Linked DNA regions of Mus musculus: regions 1, 2, 3 and 5 are each linked to region 4. A link is a contact called in public HiChIP or PLAC-seq and promoter capture Hi-C data. All regions are on one chromosome and are shown on one strand. Each heading gives the region's core, a stretch centred on a gene start, on an enhancer-like site or on the middle of the called end of the contact. The rest is flanking DNA. Distances are from core to core; before and after follow the strand shown. Region 1 holds the start of Ggact (gamma-glutamylamine cyclotransferase). Region 2 holds the start of Sox21 (SRY (sex determining region Y)-box 21). Region 3 holds the start of Tmtc4 (transmembrane and tetratricopeptide repeat containing 4). Region 4 holds the start of Rap2a (RAS related protein 2a). Region 5 holds the start of Tgds (TDP-glucose 4,6-dehydratase).

Region 1 (2,700 bases), core at 120-2,619, 2.4 Mb before region 4:
TGCTGTGGTCATGGTGTCTCTTCACAGCGATAGAAACCCTAACTAAGATATCATAAGTCATTTTTAAAGGTTCAGTGACTATCAAAGACAGATGAATCTGATTTTACCATATTTACCTGGAACCTGGGATTAGTTGCTTATTTACTTTGTGCCCCAGTTGCTTCCAGTAAATACAATGGGACCACTACTGGTTTTATTGATTTCTCCACTGTAAAATGAGATTGTGGTAAAGGAGTAACTTCAAGCATACTTAGACCCTTAACCTTCTTCTTCAACGATTTAGTTTTGTAAATTAGCTTGCCGCATTATGAGTGGCTCTGAGACTTTCGTAGTACTGCTTTGTTCTTCTCTCCATGCCTCCTTCCCTCATCCCTGCCCATCTTTGATGTCATGTGTAATCCTATTACTCCCTGTTTCTCCCCTTCCCAGGCCCTCCTTTAAGACCCCATTTTCCTTCTCATGGTCCTCTTTCTATAAAATTGGTGGTTTATAAATGTGATGATTGTTCAGGGTTCTTGTAGACTTGGACATCTATTTAAAATACAACCACTTCAGCATCATTTGATGCTACGTGAAAACCAAGAATATAACACGATTTCAAGTACTCCACATACACAAAGTCAAAGGGATGGGAAATGATGAAAGGAAAAGCAGTAGTCATATAGTTAATTTGGGTCTCGATGAGGAGACAATGGGTCTCTAGTCTCACCATCTCTGTGACGTTGCTTTCACATCCCGATAGGGACATATAGAACTCTCCAGCATCACGCCTGCCTGCATTCTGCCATAGGAACATCCTTCCATGATAAAGATCTCTAGAGAAAAAATTGCCCTCAGCTTTTGGTTCTCATACATCTTATGTCCTAAGGGTAGGATGTAGGGGAAAGCTAGTTCTTCCATTAGCTCCTAAACAAGTTTTATTTTAAAAAGAGTTGGTAAGTAGGCAGAATTGCTACAGTTACCTGTATCCCGTAGGGATATGTACGAGCAGATGCGATGCCTTAATTGTCCTGTGGAGCCTTCCTCAGATCTGAGTTTAGCATCACCTCAGTGTCTATGTGAAGGGGTGAGTCTCTCTGAAGTAGTGAATCTTAGGCGTGTTTGGGTCTAACGTGGAGTCAAAGCATGTGTGATGTAGAGCTGAACCTGGTGGGAGCAGTCGAGCCCGTGTCTGGTGGTGGGAGTGGTGGTGGGGAGCTTGCTTGCTTGCATTTCGGAGGAATGTGGCTTCGGGTTCTTACCTGCGCGGTTCCGGCACATGGGGAGTGGCGTGCGCGCTGCCAGGTGCGCTCCGTGGCGCTGCCGGGGCGGGCGGAGCGGCGAGAGACCAGCAGGAGCGCCGCCCGGGGCGGTTTGGTTGCGACACCCGCCCAGCTGGGCATTTCCGCTCCGTGGTCCGGGCGCGCTCCTCGTGATTCCCCCGACCGCTGCAGGTGAGGCGCCGAGGCGGGCTGGGACTGGGAGCCTGGGGGCGGCTTAGGGACTCTGTCACCAGCCAGCGAATGTCCGCTAGCGTCCCGGCGTATGGGTCTGCCTGGCGGAACGCGCTGGGCGGAGCGCGCATTTGACCCCCCACCCCCACCCCGGAAAGCTGCCCGGGCGGCCCGTGCTGTGACTGCTACCGGAGCGGAGCTGATGCTTGCTCTCGCGGGACAGACAGCTCCAACAGGTAGCTTAAGATCCTAAGGGAATGTGGCTAGCGGTTTTCAAAAGAAATGTTTTTTTAATTTTACTTTAGGAGTCACTTATGTGTGAAGAGTCCAAAACCTGAAAAAGAATCCTAAACCAACTTCTGTTGGTCCGTTTCACATCTGGATTTCCTTTGGAACCAGTAGTAAAACGCCTGGAACTTTGGCGATCCATCCCTTTGATTCTATCCGTGGTTATTATTGCTGTTTAACTCTAATCAACGAGTTATAACGTTACAGCCTCGCTTAAAACCCATTTGAGGTGTGCGTGTATTTTAACTTAGCTTAACTCCAAGCTCATTTATTTATGTTAAAAGATTTCTTCTAATTGAAGTCTTTCTCCTGGTCTGTTTCCTGTAACTGAAGTGCTTGCTAAGTGAGGAACTCTGCAGTTTGGCCTCATTTTCCTGAACCTTCTCTGAGAAGTCCCTGAGTAAGCAGGCCAGACTTCAACAATAGAGGGCATTTTTCTCTAAAAGCTAGTTTGCAAAGTTAATTGGTGGATTTTTTTTTTTTTTGTACTGAACCTTTTATTTAAACTAGTGAACTTACAAACCATGTCCTTAGCATGCAAAAGGCCCAAGATTGGCTCTCCAGCACTGGAAAATAAGCAGACCAAGTTGGGATTAGGAATGTGGCTCAGTGGTAGAATTCACCCTTCTGTGTGAAGTGGTGAGCTGGACTGACGTCTGTCTGTGGTGGTCATTAGTGGATGGCAGTGTGTGGTACAGAACCAAAACCAAAACCAAAACCCTGCAAAGGTTAATTTTTTTTAAGTACAGGATCAAGCCAGGTGTGGTGGCTTATGTCTGTGATTCCAGCACTCAGAACGCTAAAGCAGACCATCCTGGGATATGCAAGATCTTACATCAAAAAAATATCAAAACCAAAACAAATAAAAGTTTCTTCTTTATCTAGTAAGAACTTTTGAGAGCTCCAGTTCTGTCTGTCAAAGCTTGAAAAGGAGTCATGGGATGACTCTTTATTGGCCTTGGCCAGGGTCTTGTTAGGG
Region 2 (2,700 bases), core at 62-2,561, 2.2 Mb after region 4:
CAGAGTCTTAGCATCGCACCACCCAGAGTCTGAATGACAGTGTCTACAAAAGTGAGGTAAAGAATTATGATTCTAGAGGAATCAGTTCAATTGTTTTAGCAACAGGAGAGCAAAAACAATACAAAATAAGCATTTACAAACATGACAGCTAAGGAAAACAGAAACCCACTTAACATGCCACTGCTGACTGGCATGTCTGTTATCACAACAAACATTTCAAAAGCCATCGCCTTCTTCAATTTAAATGAGCAACAAAACAAGCCCAATTCTTAAATAAATAGGAGTGCAAACCAATTCATGTTAATGCCCTGATTACAAATCAATGGTTCAAAGGTCCCGTGTGTGTACAAACTGGACATAAATTGCAAAAAGACATTTTAAAAAAAGCTAACCGTGTATACGAATGTGTTACTTGCAAACAGCCAAAGGAAGACAAGTAATCTGCCTGAAACACAAAGTCCCTGAGGAGGGGGGTTCCCCAGGAATATTCGGGGGTGCTATTTGATTTTTGATTGTGTATAGCGTCAATTATAATAGCTCTAACTACCAAGCAAGAAAACTGGCTCAACAGCATAAAAACTGTCAGAGTAGAACATTTTTAAAATTTTTATTTAGAGAAATGATTTATGCTTTTGATTTGAAGCAGCTTTGCCCTATCGTTGAGAGACTGCAAACGTTAAAGAAACAACACAGAGATAGCTCTGACGACCAGAATTAAAAGAAGGCAAAACAAGACAGAAGACAACTGTTTAAAAAAGCTGTGTATTCAGAAGGGGATGCGGGCTCAACCTAGGCTCATTCCTTTTCCAAAGGCTTGCCAAAAATGTTCTGTCCATCCTGGGCTACTTTCCACTCCACTACCTCTGAGTGCAACCATGAGGCAAGAAACTGCCGGAGGCGTCTGTTGCGAGTCACACCTGGCCCTCCAAGGAAAATGAGTACTTTCTTGCCATTCGGAACAGTCTCAAACACTTTCAAAGACTCTTCCCCCACTCCCACCCCCAGGCTCAACCCTCTTCCTCGCCAGTTTCTGAAGCTCTTTTCCTCTGGTGTACCGCTTTCATCCTCCCGGAAGAGCAGCCAGCAGAGCACCAGCAGCGCTGGGCAGAACAGGGGAGCCGCCGGCGACACCAAGCTCCAAACAGTGCGCAGACTCCGCGGCGCGCGGCGGACACTCCACTCGCCTAAACCTGCACTCAAAGTGAAAAAAGAGTAGGAGGAGGAGTGTTGGGAGGGGGGACGGGAGGAGGCTCCGCTGGTCCCTCCTCCCTCCTGGACTCCCCGGCTCCTCCTCCGCACTCCCAGGATATACACACACACTCACACACGGCCGCGGCTGGACATGCACACCCAGCGCCCGCTGCCGGCGCCAACACTCGCAGGTGGCGACACTCACCTGAGCCGGGCTGCAGTCGCCTCGGAAGCGGCGGAGCGAAAGCCTGGGCCCGGAGCTGGGAAAGCAGGAGCAGCCCCAGAGCAGACCTGCGATCTGAGGTGATATAGCACGTTTTCTTTAATCCCCGTCCTCCTCCAGGACCTGGATCCCTGCATCCTTCCAGCCTGCGGCGCCCGGAGTAGCCGGGACCCAGGGGCTCGCGGGCGCGGCACCCACGCGGGCGCACGCTCGGAGGCGCGCTCACCGAGAGGGGCGCGGCTGAGCCCGGGCCGGAAACTTGGGAGAAGTTAGTTGCAAGTGTCTGGCTGCTGCGACCGGAGCTGGGAGAAGGCGCCCGGGCCTGGCCGGCCGCGCCGCACCGAGCAGCCCTCCGCTTCTGGAGTGCTCCGGGAGCCCGAGACCTTCAGTGCGCCCGGGGAAGCTGGGAGCCAGCGGAGCAAGCATGGCCCCGGGGACAGCCTGCAGCAGCGAGTCGGAGAACCCGGACAGTCTCCACTGAGGCCCGGCGACTCAGGCTAACTCAAAACCTCAGCCCGCCTCCTTCCTCTCCTCTCCTGTGCCAAAGCCCGGCAGCAAGATTCTCCAGGCAGGTGCCCGGGGACAGCGTCAGCCCTCAGCAGAACTACAGGATTGGGGGTTCCATCAGCGCGCCCTGACCCCGACACAGAAGACGGGCCGCTGCAGTGTTTGTGTTTCTGTCCGCCGCCCTGCTCTGCGCGCCCCGACCCTACCCCTCCTCTTCCTCTTCGCGGCCACCCCTCCCCCACTCCCATCTGCTTCTGTCAAATGAGAAAGTCACCGGGGAGAACCCAAACACTCCAGCCGCCGAGAGCCCCCTTTGGCACTTGGCAGCACGCGGCGGCGGGCTTCTCGGCTCAACTTGGTGGATCCTCCGCCGCTCAACTTTCGGGGCTGCTTGGCTTTTAAGGCGCTGAAGACAGAGGAGAGGGGAGAGCAGAACCAGGCAGCGGCCACCTGCAGGGAGTTGGCGAGCCAAAGCAACGGGACAGAGGACAAAAAAGCAGAGGGCAGAGTGACACCGCGGAGTGGGGACACCGAGGAGAAGTTTCAGGGTCCCGGAGAGGATTTTTTCTTAGAGCTCGACCAGACAGACCAAAGCGGTCCGGGACGCAGCGCCCCGACCCAGGGCTGGTCGTCTGGTCCTCTCTTCCCGCGCGGGAACGACGCGGGGACGCACGGCCGCCCGCTGAGCCGGTTCCCTCTGGCAGCCAACATTGATTTCCTCCGGGCGGAGGCCGAGGGCCCCGGTGGCGGCGGCGGCGGGCTGCAGCCGCGGCACGGCG
Region 3 (2,700 bases), core at 145-2,644, 2.5 Mb before region 4:
GGTGGAGGAGGCATATAAAGGTAGAGGCACTTATAAATCAGGACCTTGACCATTCATTAGATGCCAGGACTAAAGCCGACTTTGGTTTGTGATACTCTGGCTGTCACAGACCACCAGAAGGAAGGCAGAGAAAGCATGACGGATGTCTTACTATTTGAGATGTGGTGGCATATACAAGGGGAGAAGCTAAGTGGGGAACTAGATAAATAGGTTTGAACTCCGAGAAAGCAAGGAAAAGAAGTGTAAATCTGAAATGTATTGATTGGAGTGTTGGCAGCAGATTAAATCATACAGGGAAATTTGTGGAGTAGGAGAAAAGGATGAGGCTTTTAAAACTCTTAGCGATCATTCAGGGCAGGCAAGCCAGTCAAATAGACTTGGGGGTGGGGTGGGGGAGGGGGACAGGAGAGAGAAAAGGCAATAGGCATAAAGAAGAGGGCATTTTAAGGAGGAGGAAATTGTGAGATGAGGTAGCATTGGGAAGCAAAATGTCCTCTGGCCTTAGTAAGGGCAGAAGACAGCAGAGGTGACTGGCAAATGCAGTTTCCCTGAATGAAAGCCAAATGAATGAAGTTGGAAACAGCTGTGGTTGGGGGTGGAGGTGGGGGTGGGGGAGGGGAGAAGCACTCTGCTTCAGCGATGAAGGGCAGCGAAAGGCAGGGTGACACATAGAGCAGAGGAAAGCTTGGAAGTCACTTGGTGCTGAGGATGCGGACTCCACTCCAAAGAGGGAGACAGATCAGAGACTGATGCTTTGAGGAGGGTCGGAGGTCATTGAGGTTTGAGGTCTGTAAGTCTGGTAGTGGAAAGTACAAAGGTTTTTTCTCTTGAAGGTGGCAGCACAAATAAGTACTAGGAGTGGAAACTGAGTGGGTGACCTTCCCATCAGGAGGGAGGTGTAGCACCTAGTGGTCGTGACTGTATGGCACTGCTCCAAAGGAGGCGCAGTCCTGAGGTTGCACGGCCTTAGGAGGAGGAAGTCACTTCCCGTTTCAAAGGGAGAAAGTGGGGACATTTCTTCAACAACTTCAGACAGAAAGAAGCGTGGAGTTGAGATTTTCTGCAGGGATTCCACAGCCCTCGGCGGAACGTGCGAGACAAGCCAGGAATAGGCTTAGAACGCACGGATCCGCAGGGAACAGCGGCCAGGCCCGGGAACCGCCGCTGCTGCTTCGCGTCCCAGCTGCGCTTTCTCTTCCCAGCAAAGCCTGTCTGCCCCTGCGCCTCCTTCGTGGCGAGCGCTCTGTTCCGACGTCACTCCGACACGGACCAATAAGCGGAAGAGGAGAGCGTGAGTGATGGAAAGGGCAACCGATGGTCCCGCGGCGGGAGGCGGGACTAGACGGGAGCGGGCAGCCGCGAGTGGGAAGCGGCGCGGCGGGGGGCGGGACGCGGCGGGGTGGGAGTGGGAGGGCAGCCCCTCCCCTGGCGGCGGCGGGCTGGGGAGCCGCCGGAGTTTAAGCACGCGGGAGGGGAGATGAGATCGCGGCTCGTGCTCCTTGCAGGTAAAGCGCGGGGCGGCCCGCTGAGGGCCGAGCGCAGCTGCAGGGCGCTCGGAGTTGGGCGCGGGCTCCCGGGCTCTCAGCTGAGCCGCCAGCCCTGCGCTGGGGCCCGGGGGCGGCGCCCGAGCTCTGCACCTCTACTAGAGTTAGCTCCGACACTCGAGCTGCCTCCCGCGGACGCCGCCCCGGGCGGTCTGCGCCTGGGTAGAAGCCGCACCCCGGACAAAGAGCGCGCGGTAAGGGTGCGCGCCCCGAGCTCAAGCTCCGGCACTGCCCTGCTACGGCCGAGGTCGCCGAGCCAGACCCTTGCCTGCTACTGTCTGACCCAGCCGTGCAACAGCTTTGTAACCCGGGAGTCCACCGGGTGCAGCGGCCACCTGGCCGCGGGGTCCCCGCGCCTGGTCGCCAGCTGGCCAAGGCACGGGCGACGGCTGGACACAGCCGGGTAGCTTGGCCGCCCGCCCAGGGTTACACGGAGAGCCACCCAGCAGAGCCAGGAGTGCCAGTTACTCTACGCTCAACTGTGGAGCAAAGCTGGTACCACTGGCCTGGGAGCCTGGAACGGCTGCCAGGAGTTGGGGGAGCCAAGCAGGTGGTGTAGCAACCGCCTCACCTCCTGCGAACTCCACGGGGAGTCTGGGTTGTTGATGTTGTGACTGTGGGCTGTTTGTGTTTTCTTTCTTTTTATAACTACACACAAAAGAAAGGAGGAGTTAGAGGACAGATATCTCCACTGAATCATCCACACTTTGCTCTCTCCCCGTGAACAGATGGATGGGGAGAATTATAGTAAGGATTGACTGGAACCATTTTTGCCCCTTGTACCTGCATCCCCCGAAAGCTGTGCACTATAGGTGGAACTGGGGCAAAGTGAGGTATGCTCGCCCACCTGGGTGGGAAAATGGTTACATGCTAGCAAAGTGGAAACTTTCTGAGGCAGAAATTCTGAATGTGAAACCTCAGATGGGCAGCCACTTCTTGAATTAGGAAGATGGGTCACAACAGGATTCACCTTACTCTGCTTTTGGCCCATCACTACAGAGGATGGCTGGCTCCTTTGCCTCTAGCACAATGTGTGCTAGCTCTCTCTGCATCGTGCCAGATACGGGTGGTCAGAAACTATCACATTATTTAATCTGATTTCTAGAGGCAAGGTTGCCCTCCATCCTGAAGGGCAACTGGCCCTGGATGCATTGCC
Region 4 (2,700 bases), core at 192-2,691:
AGGGGAAAATGCATAGCATCAACTTAAGAGAGAACAAACACTAAAAGCATTCAGGTCACCAGCCACATGCAAAAATACATCCTTTGAACACTTTATATCAGGAAAAAGCTTGTTTGCTTCTTCTTCTTCTTCTTCTTCTTCTTCTTTTTTTTTTTTTTTTTGCATTAACTTTAAATTAGCTGATACACAAGCCAGAACTCAGACTAAACTTCTGTTTGTTTTCCAAGAATAGCCTCCTTCCCTGTTCTTTTTTTTTTCGGGGGGGGGGTGCGGGGGGGGGATGAGGAGGCTAGCTTTTAAGAGAGAAAGAGAACTGAATCTGCACGCTCTCCGCGTAAATGTCACAAGTGTGCTTCTATATGCCAAGCCAACTGAATGTTGTGTGGTCTTCAAATTATTTGCCAATGTGTCTTTAAAGTTTTGCACTAATCCATTTCTGCCAACCTCCTGGCAACATTTAATCTTTTCCGCAACGAGAAAGGTCCCCCCTAACTTAGTATTGACACTGTCACAAGATATGTATGTACAAATTTCGGCTGTCAAACCTCTTACGGGTGCATTTAAGCGCGCGCTCACTCTTCACAGGCGTGCCTACACTAAGACAGCTCCCCTTTCCCTAGCGCCCACCTACTCATCCCTTCTTTCCTTGCAAGTTTGAAACTTTGTTCTTTCTAGGGTCCCGAAGAAGCGCTACCAACGTCCTAGAGACAAAGGGCTGGGCTGAGGGTTAACAGGATGCCCAATTTCACTTGTGAAACAAAGCCCACAAATCTGAGCCCCTGGAGGAGGTGGTGTAGCCCGGGCAAGCCAAGGACCGGGATCGCCGCAGCCACCGAGCCCCGTGTGCCCCGCTCTGCTCACCGCTTCACGCGGATGATCTGGTCCCGCATGGGCTTGATGTCTTGGAAGCTCTGCTGGTTGACCAAGCTGTAGACCAGGATGAAGCCCTGGCCGTTCTTGATGTACAGGTCCCGCATGGACGCGAACTGCTCGGTGCCCGCGGTGTCCAGGATCTCCAGCACCGAAGGCGAGGAGTCCACCTCGATCTCCTTGCGGTAGAAGTCCTCGATGGTGGGGTCGTATTTCTCAATGAAGGTGCCGGTCACGAACTGCACGGTCAGGGCGGATTTGCCTACCCCGCCCGAGCCCAGCACCACCACTTTGTACTCGCGCATCGTCCCTGCGCGGCCGCCGCCGCCGCCGCCGCCCGCGACATAGACCTGCGCCCGCGCGCCGCGCCCCGACCCCGCGGCCCCGCCGCCCTTACGGACTCGTCGGCTCACGGCCGCGGCAGCGCCCCGGGCGCCGGCAGCGGGGCTGCAGCTGAACGAGTCGTGCGCGGCCCTGTGAGCGGGCCAAGCGGGAGGACGATGCAGCCCCGAGGGCGAGAGCAGCAACAGAGCTCGACCTCGAGCCGGAGCCGCCCGAACCGCGGGCCCGCAATGCCGCCCGCCCCGCCCCTCGCGCCTCCACGCCCAGCTCCCGCCGCCGCTGCTGCCGCCGCCGCCGCCGCTTCCCCAGCGCTGGAGCGCGCGCCCGAGCCCAGCCGCAGCGCTGCCCGGGGCGGAGCCAGCCGGGTGGGAGGGGTCTATAAGAAAGCCCGCCCCTCGCGCCGTCGCCTAGCGACCGTCCGCGCGCTCCAGAGAAGACCGGCTTCCGCGACACCCGGCAACACCCAGCCTGACCGGCCTCCGTACTGCGTCTGCGCGCTCTCCTCCGCCCGAAGGCAGGCAACGTCAGACGCCCACGCTCGGGGGTTTGCGGGAGGTGACGGTGGAGGGACCGTGGGCTTAGGAAGCCGTGCGCACCGTGCTTGGGGACCTCAGGACGGGCCGGCCTATGGCTGACATACATGACTCAGCCTGTCAGCCTTCGGAGAGCTTTGGCTTGATCCCGTTATACGTAACGACGTGAGCCTTAAGGGCCGCCGCCATGAGTTACACAAGCAAATCGAAGCTCGGCTAGTCCGTGGCGCCCAGGCTACACGCAAACCCGGTCCGCGCCCGATGACGTCACCGGCCCGCCCTCTAGCCCCGCCCTTGTCGAGTTTGACGTAAGCCGAGCTCCTCCCCCCGGGCTGGTAGACAGCCTTGGGCGCCTGGAAAACCTGGAGCTCGGATCCGCCCCCCACTGTCGGGAGACCCCAGAACATCTCAGCAACAGCCTGCGGGGGTGTCTGCGCGGAAGCTCGGATTCACTGTAGCCAATCAGATTGTGAGTCCGGACTCTAGACTACCACTCTTGACCAATGAAAAGGCGTCTCATCTTGCTAACCAATTGGTGTAAGACCCAGTGATAGACTGAGCCAACTCCCCTCCGGGGCCTGGAGGGGCTGAGAGTTTGCGCTTGCGCACGGCCTGGTACCCAATCGTAGGCCAACTGAGGAGTGACAGAGGGCTGGGCGGAGCCAATCAAACCTGCACTGTGGAGACAGTGCAGGGCTGCTGGGGAACTGGGAGGGGCAGGGTTCGAGCGCCCGACCCCCTGGTGTTCTGGCACCGGAGCGGGTTGCGTTGGCAGACAAGAGGGATGAGTTCTGTTCTAACGTCGCCTCCGTGGCATTCTGCCTGGAGATGGGCATGGAAGTGGTGGCAGAGGATGCGGGCTGGATCGTGGGCTGAATCGAGAAAACTGGGACTTTTGTCTTCAGGGTGAGAAATTTTCCGGTCCCTCAGGAGACATCCATCTGGCAGCAGTTGC
Region 5 (2,700 bases), core at 13-2,512, 2.3 Mb after region 4:
TGTAAATGGTAAACCAAGAACGTGGGTGAGGTTGATTCTAAAGGAAAAGCAGAGCATGGGCTTTGATTACTGTAGGCACTTTCCCTTTGTCTCGTGTGTGTGTGTGTGTGTGTGTGTGTGTGTGTGTGTGTGTGTGCTTGAGACAGGGTTTCTCTGTGTAACCTGGCTGTCCCGAAACTCACTCTGTAGACCAGGCTGTCCTTGAACTCAGAGATCCATCTGCTTCTGCCTCCCAGGTGCTGGCACTAGAGGTGTGTGCTATCACCTGCTGGCTTCATGTCTTTCTTCTTGATCAGTAATGTTATTCTCTTTCACTGAAGACAGGCTTTTTTTTTTTTTTTTTGATGCCTCGGTACATAAAAAATTAATATGACTTCTAATCACTCCCACTTGGTAGAGCCTCCGAATTCATAGAAAGCAGCAGACTATAATATAAACAGCAGTGAGCAATCATATGATAAGCCCACTTGTTGATGAGTGTGTGATAGATCTGGTCCCAGAGAAATGAATGGCCTTACCTCCATGGAGCAGAGACAGTGAGAAATTACATCAGTGGCCAATTTGTTGATGAATGATAAGAAGAAAACAAAAAAAAAAAAATGGTTCTGCATGGTTAGAGTCAAGGAATGACTCTAATAGGAAGATGGCACTCAAACTGAGAACTGAAGGAGGTAAACACTAGTCAGACATCCGAGGAAAGGGCAGGTAGACCAGGGAAGAACACCTGGTAATATAAATAAGAGCAAGAAGGACCAGGATTGGGGCACAGTGAGCAGACAAGAGAAGAGAGTAAAACCTTCCAGGGAACTCTGCAAAACTTACTTATCATGATTGCAAGCGGCCTTCGCCTTTTGTGACAGTATTTACAACAGTGAAACATAATTTTGCAATGCAACTTTCCATTTCCATACTGCATACATTCTAGAGGATTCTGCTCAGCTGGGTGTTAGTCTATGAGCATAGCTGAAGTTCAAAAATGAAGGCATCGATTCATAACTCCGAATTTCTAAGCACCTATAGTAGTAATCCATGCTGGTGACACTTGCTTAGAAAATATTCCAGACCCTAGTACCAATGACCCTAATTTCTCCTAGCTGGTGACTATGGGCTAGAGAGTGCGCGCCTGCGCAGTGCCACTGCCGGCTCCGCCCCTCTTTTGGGGTCTGGGAGAACCCGGAAGCCTCTGCGACTTCCTTTGAACGTGTCGGGGGCGGGGCATGTCGTAAAGCGTCGTGAAGCTGCTTCCCTCGGTTCTTCAGACGCCGCGCTTTACGGCGCTGGCTCTGCAGAGCTGAAGATGTCCGCTGCGAGCCGGGAGGAGCGTTCTGGTCCTCCCGGCAGCTTCGCGAAGCGGGTCCTGGTGACCGGGGGTGCTGGTTTCATGTAGGTAACGGTGCTGGTGGCTGAGAAGTTTCTCCCCACAAATCCTAACCTTGCCCTGCGGTTCTCCTTGTCTTTTGCACTTCGGGTCCACGACTTTGCAGATCCGTTATGGGGAGGGTCCCAATGCACAGCCCGGATGTCCATCCGGTTTCCCTCACTTTCTGGCCAGCCAAGACGAGGTTGCTTCGAAAATGCGACTTCTTTAACACCTTCCCCACAAAAAGGGGAACTCAGGAGTGCCTTGCTGCTGTCCCACCCCCTACCTGCCCGGGGGTGTTTACCACCTGTCACTTTTCTGAGAAGCACACATCAGTTTCATTCCCTTTTCTTCCCGCTCTCTGACAAAGCTCCGGCCAGCAGATGAAGGCCTTTCCAAAAGCTCGCCTCTACACGATGTGAGGATCGATCGTAATGGGACTCTTTGTCTTGTCTTCTCTTTTTTAGAAACTGTTTACAAATCCTTTGTTATTCCCAACCTGTTTGAGGCTCACACCCACCTACCGTGAAACTGTCCTTTCTATTTGTGTCAAAGCTTATTCTTAATTTGACTTCTGTTCCCTGCCTCCTTTTCCTTAGAACACTGCTACTATCCCTCTCCTGTTGATCTCGCGCGTTTTCTTTACACTTTGTAGAGTGTGTTCCTAAGTGAGATAGATGCAGCTGCATAGAGTTTTACAGTCATGGTTTCTGTGAGACTTGTAATGAAAGTCCAGGGTCTTTATCCGATCTAGAAGACTCGGGTGCTCGAGCCCTGCTTCCCAACCTAGTCTCTTGCTTTTCTGTACTCGCCCACAACCCTCTCAGGCTTCTCGGAGCACAGGAGGTTAGTGCTGCTTCCCGACTTGAGGCAGTTGCATAGGCTGTTAATTTACCCGCATATCACCTTCAGAGTGCTTATGGGAACACCTTAGGCCACCCATCCACTCAGCACTACCTGAAATTACATTGAGTACTTGTGTTTACTTGTTTATGGCCTTGCCCTTCTTCTAGAGTATAAACTGTGTGAGAGTAGACTGATGTTCATTAAGCTCCCACAGAAAGAAAGGTCAGGGCCATATCGTGAAGGTCTTCTGTAAGAGTTGAGTGGATGGATGCGTGAGCGATCCACAGGAAGTTCTGTCCTTGTAGTGTCTCCTGCATGGGGAGGGGTCAGAGAGTCTTGGTTACTGCCCAAGAACATGCAGTGGGCCTTTTAAATCCACAGACACTTTGCTGAGAGTAGGTAGCAGGAAGCTGAGATTCACTTAATTAACAGACGTGTACGTGGGGAAATGCATGTACTTGCATGGAAGGGCTTGTTCACAAAGAATGTCCTAG

The links. Promoter capture Hi-C pulls out the DNA fragments that hold promoters and counts their contacts. HiChIP or PLAC-seq counts read pairs in DNA pulled down with a chosen protein or histone mark. Capture Hi-C pulls out chosen DNA fragments and counts their contacts.
Region 1: a contact with region 4 is called in a promoter capture Hi-C map of pre-B cells, with 4 times the contacts expected there. The contact joins the promoter of Ggact here to the promoter of Rap2a in region 4. A contact is called at or near these places in 2 of 39 promoter capture datasets (liver and pre-B cells).
Region 2: a contact with region 4 is called in an H3K27ac HiChIP or PLAC-seq map of embryonic stem cells, with 5 times the contacts expected there. The contact joins the promoter of Sox21 here to the promoter of Rap2a in region 4. A contact is called at or near these places in 1 of 39 promoter capture datasets (pre-B cells) and 2 of 115 datasets of contacts at active chromatin or transcription factors (embryonic stem cells and large pre-B cells).
Region 3: a promoter capture Hi-C map of pre-B cells shows a contact between it and region 4, with 9 times the contacts expected there. The contact joins the promoter of Tmtc4 here to the promoter of Rap2a in region 4. A contact is called at or near these places in 3 of 39 promoter capture datasets (liver and pre-B cells), 1 of 115 datasets of contacts at active chromatin or transcription factors (thymic regulatory T cells) and 2 of 9 other capture datasets (adipose tissue and liver).
Region 5: a promoter capture Hi-C map of liver shows a contact between it and region 4. The contact joins the promoter of Tgds here to the promoter of Rap2a in region 4. A contact is called at or near these places in 3 of 39 promoter capture datasets (the C10 cell line, liver and pre-B cells), 6 of 484 Hi-C or Micro-C datasets (CD4 T cells, Th1 cells, embryonic stem cells and 3 more), 3 of 115 datasets of contacts at active chromatin or transcription factors (Th17 cells, embryonic stem cells and large pre-B cells) and 2 of 9 other capture datasets (adipose tissue and liver).

Annotation. Positions count from the first base shown.
Region 1 is chr14:122,911,834-122,914,533 of GRCm38.p6, reverse strand. Ggact (gamma-glutamylamine cyclotransferase) reads left to right here and starts at 1,369. Exons shown (of 3, transcript NM_145466.2): 1 at 1,369-1,433. It overlaps 4930594M22Rik (RIKEN cDNA 4930594M22 gene), which reads right to left and starts at 1,504. Exons shown (of 2, transcript NR_155287.1): 1 at 1,242-1,504.
Region 2 is chr14:118,235,641-118,238,340 of GRCm38.p6, reverse strand. Sox21 (SRY (sex determining region Y)-box 21) reads left to right here and starts at 1,311. Exons shown (of 1, transcript NM_177753.3): 1 at 1,311-2,700. Gm4675 (predicted gene 4675) reads right to left here and starts at 2,109. Exons shown (of 3, transcript NR_131969.1): 1 at 1,397-2,109.
Region 3 is chr14:122,981,977-122,984,676 of GRCm38.p6, reverse strand. Tmtc4 (transmembrane and tetratricopeptide repeat containing 4) reads left to right here and starts at 1,394. Exons shown (of 18, transcript NM_028651.3): 1 at 1,394-1,505.
Region 4 is chr14:120,477,202-120,479,901 of GRCm38.p6, reverse strand. It overlaps Rap2a (RAS related protein 2a), which reads right to left and starts at 1,441. Exons shown (of 2, transcript NM_029519.3): 1 at 862-1,441. The coding sequence starts at 1,175.
Region 5 is chr14:118,131,327-118,134,026 of GRCm38.p6, reverse strand. Tgds (TDP-glucose 4,6-dehydratase) reads left to right here and starts at 1,262. Exons shown (of 12, transcript NM_029578.3): 1 at 1,262-1,383. The coding sequence starts at 1,298.